Regions from separate parts of the Siniperca chuatsi genome. Here region 2 is linked to region 1. The links are chromatin contacts, called in public Hi-C maps. All regions are on one chromosome and are shown on one strand. Each heading gives the region's core, a stretch centred on a gene start, on an enhancer-like site or on the middle of the called end of the contact. The rest is flanking DNA. Distances are from core to core; before and after follow the strand shown. Region 1 overlaps nt5dc1 (5'-nucleotidase domain-containing protein 1). Region 2 holds the start of ndufaf4 (NADH dehydrogenase [ubiquinone] 1 alpha subcomplex assembly factor 4).

Region 1 (2,604 bases), core at 39-2,538:
GGCTGAAGTCATACAGTCCCTGATGTTCCCCACTATAAGCATTCATGCTTTGTTCCAGGTGAGTTTTAAGTCTTACAGGTGAGTTTTAATTTCTCCATGCAGTCTAAAAACAAGGTACATACAGTATATTGTGTGTTAGCAAGTTATGTAACATTACTGTCATGTTAGCCAGTCATCATCATCGGCCAGCTAATCTTCATAGTCCCTGAACATTCGTTCCCTCCCGATCCTTCCATTCGCATTGTCCTGAGTGTCACCGCAGTATTTATATGTTTACAGCAATCAGACTGATTATTTCACCTTGCCAAAATGGTCGCGTCAATCAGTGGTATCCCCCACCCTGGGATATCATTTGAAGGTGGAAATTTGACAGGTGGGTCAGAGTTTAATTACAGGTGTGCACATTTTCCCATCAAGTTTGTTTTTATAGATCACAACTTTTGCGTGGGAAGTGGTGTACGCCTCTTTCAGGCCCTGTTTTGTGCGTACACAACGGTTATAAATGAGACCCCAGGTCCTGGTCTTGTTAAGAAGAGGACCAGTCTGTGGTCCCCGTGTGGGCAGTCTTACCCCAGGATGTGTTCACAGATTAGCCTGCAGTAGTCACTGTGGGAGCTGGTGATGAGGAGGAGGACCTTCCCAGTGTTCTTCATGCTGCGCAGCCAGGTCTTGACGGAGTCAGAGCAGGGCTGCAGGTACCGGCCCGGGTCCCTCTTCACACTGGGGAAGTACGTCCCTGCATCCTCTGCATAGAGACACAAACACAGTTAGACAACCGGCTTTGATCTTAAAGGCACAATACAGATGGGACTTTCATGGTCTGTGACATGTATAAAAATTAATCATATGCTGTCGTCTTCAGAGTCACCGATCTCAACCCAGTTGAACTAGGTTCAAGGTACATTTATTTGTCATTCTACAAAACAAGTCTGCACAATTAAATTAAAGTTGGAGCCCCCTTCAAGCTACACACACAGAACATATATACAAATATTAGAATATTTGAAATTAGAATAGAATAAAAATAAAACCAATATATACAGTTGCCAGATAGTATCAGGGTGAGCAGGCTGTTGCTGGGGTGGGTATCGTATTTTAGTATCCTTTGGGCTCTGCGCAGGCACCTCACCTCACCGATATCACTGATGCTCACTACACGGGTAACAATGATGTTGTGGGCAGTTTTAATCACCTGCTGCAGAGCCCCTCCGGTCCTGGGCCGTGCACATCCCATGCCTGTGTGTAATGTTTCCAGTCAGGATGCTAATCTCTCAAAGTTAACAAGAACTTGGCACAGGAAGTTTGCCTTAAGTTTCCTTAAGAAATACAGCTGTTTCTGAGCTTTCTTTACCAAGGTGGAGATGTGTGATGACCATGACAGGTTCTCTATGATGCTGATTACCAGGAACCTAAAACCTTCTCCACCTCTGCTCCACTGATGTAGACCGGAGTATGTGTCTTTGCCTCCTTTTTCCTAAAATCAACGATCAGCTCCTTGGTTTTGCTGACACTGAGCAGTAGGTTGTTCTCTGTGCACCACTCTGCAAGATTGTTGATTTCCTCCTGATATGAATCCTCATTGTTGTTTGTCATCCGGCCGATGATGGTAGTGTCGTCTGCAAACTTCACAACAGAGTTCTCTCCATGTCGGGGGCTGCAGTCATGCGTGTACAGCGTGGACAGGAGGAGGCTGAGCACACAGTCCTGGGGGGCTCCAGTGAGTGGAGGAGGTGTGACCGCCAATCGGAACTGTCTGGGATCTGCTTGTGAGCAAGTCCAATATCTAGTTGCAGAGTGTATTACTCAAGTCCAGAATGCTAAGTTTGACAATCAGTTTCATGGAGGGGATTGTGCTGAATGCTGAGCTGAAATCAACAAACAGCATTCTGATGTAGGTGTTGTAGAACTATGGGAGATTTTGGACCAATGTGTGACAACACTCTCTACCACCATCATCAAAACACCAAATGAGGGAATATCTTTTGGAAGAATTCTGTTAAACCCTCAAGAAGAATTCCAGAATCTATTCCAAGGAGCATTGAAGCTCATGGTGGCACAAAAGTGTACTACTTACACTTTGGCTTGGTACTTTCAATAAAACACAAACAAGTGTAGTGTTGCTGTAGCTTAACTACTGCCAGTGAGGAGTAACTTGTAGGTTCACTAGCTACAGCTTAAAAGTAGCTTCCCTACAGCATGTATGTGGCTAGCTTGACCTTGCAAGGAGCCACTATGTCACCAAGCTTTAAGACACACCTGTTACCTGTTAGTGTAGCTAGGAGAGCTATTGTGACTGACTGGAGCTATCACATTCCTGCTGATTTTGGAGCTTTGGATGAGTCTTTAGATGGGTGAAATAAACCATTAACAATGGATTAGCTTCTTCACCGAAGCCCGTAAAATTTAAAATAAGCAATGAGGTTTTTTCTTTTTATGAGACATCAAAGGACACATGCTTCCATTTCTCTCATTACAAACTAAATGTTTATAGATTGAGCCAAGGGTGAACAATGGCTAAAGGCTTTTTACATGCTGGGTTTATATGTTGAACAGGCCCTGAGTGGATGGATTCTGCTTAAAAATTACAAAATATATCGATGTCTG
Region 2 (2,604 bases), core at 47-2,546, 84 kb before region 1:
CTGAGCGATCTTTTCCGGCGTCCACGTCTGAGGCATACGCTGGTGGCTGCTCAGGGCCTTCAGAGCCTCAGCGATGGTCAGTTTGCCTTTCGGAACATCTGTGAGCTCCACCAAGCCATACGGGTCTCCTGGTAAACTGAACCTCAGCGGCCGCCGCTCCGCTTCTTTACCCACTGTCACTTCCTTCAATGCCTGTGGGAAGATTAAGCAGAAGGAAAGGAGTCTAAAATATTTAAAACCCCTACTGTTGTTAGGCAACATACACACGTGACTGTGAAGAGATTTCCCTGTAACCAACACTTTGTTTTATGTAATCTGAAAAACTATTGGCTGAATATCCATTAAATTCGCTGTGGATATTTGTGGTTCCTTAATGACTCATGTTCTTTCTTCTAGCAACAATATGAGGCCAGATTTAATAAAGGAGTGAACAAACCCACAGAGAAATATTAGCTTCTTTCAGCTCTTTGTTTTAGTTTTCTGTCCCGCAACTTTACTGTTCTGGTTCAGTCTCACTGCTCTCATCAGCCTTGTTTCTATCAGAGGTAGGCAGCTGTTTTCAGCTAAAAAAAGCTCTGATAAACCGACTGTATACTACCTGTTCTGTACCAAACAGCAGACAAAGTTAGTAACTAGCTGATGAACATTTAGCAGCTATTGCCTCAGTGAGGTCCTGTTTCACTCTGCTATGGGAAAGGGGGGGAGACAAAAAGCTAGAGATGACAGAGTGTCCATAATGTCACTGTAGCCTAATAATCAAATAGCCTTATAATGCGAATACTCTCGAATGAAATCAAATAAAGCACCATGTATCATTAGAGCCATTCATACAAATTGACAGTCAGTGTCCCAGTCTGACCTCTGCTGCTGCTGGATCTTTCGACTCCACATACACAGACTCGAGGCGCTTCAGCAGAGGGTCGTTCTTCTGGTTGACTGAGTCCGCTGTCTCCACTACTGAAACACACAACATGCTCGTCAACAGGGACACTGTTCCAGAGGTTTAATTGGAAAGCTTAAATGGTTAACGATACGTGTGAGGCTGAGGTCAGTCTGGTCAGGAGACAGTTAACTTGCACAAATTAGCGAACATTTCAGACGCTCACCTTCAGAACTTCCGGCGGAGGGCGGGAGGATAACCGCGTGTCGGGGTGCCGCTAGCGGTTTTTCCTTAGAGATTTCTCGGTGTACCCGGTTTTCTAGGTTGAAATTTCTGAACATACGCGCAACCCGTGCCCCCATGTTTAACAAATTACCAAAGACCTAACAATAAAGTTTAGTCAAACTGTCGACGGTGAGCGAGAAGGTTCATTTCACAATGGAGAGGCGAATACAGCAATTAACAGCGACACCATGTGGTTGGAAGATTGTAATGTTCCTCATTTCTTTATTTTCAAAGTACGCAATTACAAAAAAGGTTCTACTTATCTATTTATCTATTATGGAAACACATTTCAGACATGGTCAAAAATCAAGTCAAGTCCTCAACAATGGAATTTATAAGGAAACTAGTCACATTTATGAGAATCGTCATAATTTTGAGATAGTAGGCCTAAGTTTTGATTTACCAAATAAAAATTAGGAAATTAGGGAAAGTCCAAACTTAACTATCTCCTAAGTTTGACTTAGTAAATCTCAAAATTTATGTCATAATTGTATGTAGTTGTTCTATTGTTTATAGATACTTTTGATATATATATTTATCTTTTTTCACCTACTTATATGTAAAATTATAACTAAATGTTTATATTTACCTTTGTTCAGCTTTATTGTCCTTGTTTTTAGCTGTATTTCTATTTCTGTGTCAGTACACTGAGGGCAACAAAAAAAGTCAAATTCTTTGTGTGTACATAAACTGAAAGCTGACACTGATTCTGATAATTCTGACGTAACACCTTATAGTTATATTATTATTACTATTAATACTTATTATCTCTCAGTACTATGTGCGGTTGGTCTTAGATTATTTGATAATATATGAAATTGTAACATTAAAAGTGACAGGGGGGGCTTAGTGTCCGGTGGCTTAGTGGTTTATGACACCACAAAACGTCAACATCTAAAGTTGCTCCCTGTCTGCTGGATGTGTGAATAGGCAACTATTTGTTAACATGCTTTGGCCAAAAATGATTATTACAGCTTTAATTAACATTACTTATTGCCAAACGTTATGCAATAGCTGCCTAATAAAGGCAAAATGCCCCCAAAGAAGGGAAACTGGTGCACATGGCAGAAAAAATACATAAAAATAAAATACAAATTCAAAATCTAAAATTAAAATCTATATATCAAGGTCAATATGTCTGGGATTTCAGAGACACACAACACAATGCTTGTGTGTGAAACATAGGTATGAAATATGGTCAATGATGAAAAATCGAATGATCATTTGACTAACCTCCAATAATAACCTACTTTAATCAATTGGAATTTTACTTTGATTGGGTGATTATAGCAACGTACTAAATTGAGCTATCCTTTAAAATACAATGACTGCAATGTTGTTTCATTGTCTGAATTTCTTTGAATTGACTTGATTGTGGTAATTTGCAATATTAAAAATTGCTATGGAGATGTATTTCATTAAGAATTTTTAAAGGAAAT

The links. A called contact is a pair of places that touch in the nucleus more often than the background predicts.
Region 2: a Hi-C map of an unstated tissue shows a contact between it and region 1, with 5 times the contacts expected there. The contact joins the promoter of ndufaf4 here to the enhancer-like site in region 1. A contact is called at or near these places in 2 of 3 Hi-C or Micro-C datasets (skeletal muscle and an unstated tissue).

The regions. Positions count from the first base shown.
Region 1 is chrLG16:3,187,940-3,190,543 of ASM2008510v1, reverse strand. nt5dc1 (5'-nucleotidase domain-containing protein 1) reads right to left here. Exons shown (of 12, transcript XM_044168796.1): 7 at 571-745. Among protein-coding and RNA genes, the nearest start is that of LOC122862928, 31 kb to the left of the region's middle. Within about 2 kb of position 1,288, the one cell type or tissue checked has an H3K27ac peak away from gene starts, as active enhancers do.
Region 2 is chrLG16:3,272,040-3,274,643 of ASM2008510v1, reverse strand. ndufaf4 (NADH dehydrogenase [ubiquinone] 1 alpha subcomplex assembly factor 4) reads right to left here and starts at 1,296. Exons shown (of 3, transcript XM_044168800.1): 1 at 1,107-1,296; 2 at 860-957; 3 at 1-192. The coding sequence starts at 1,242.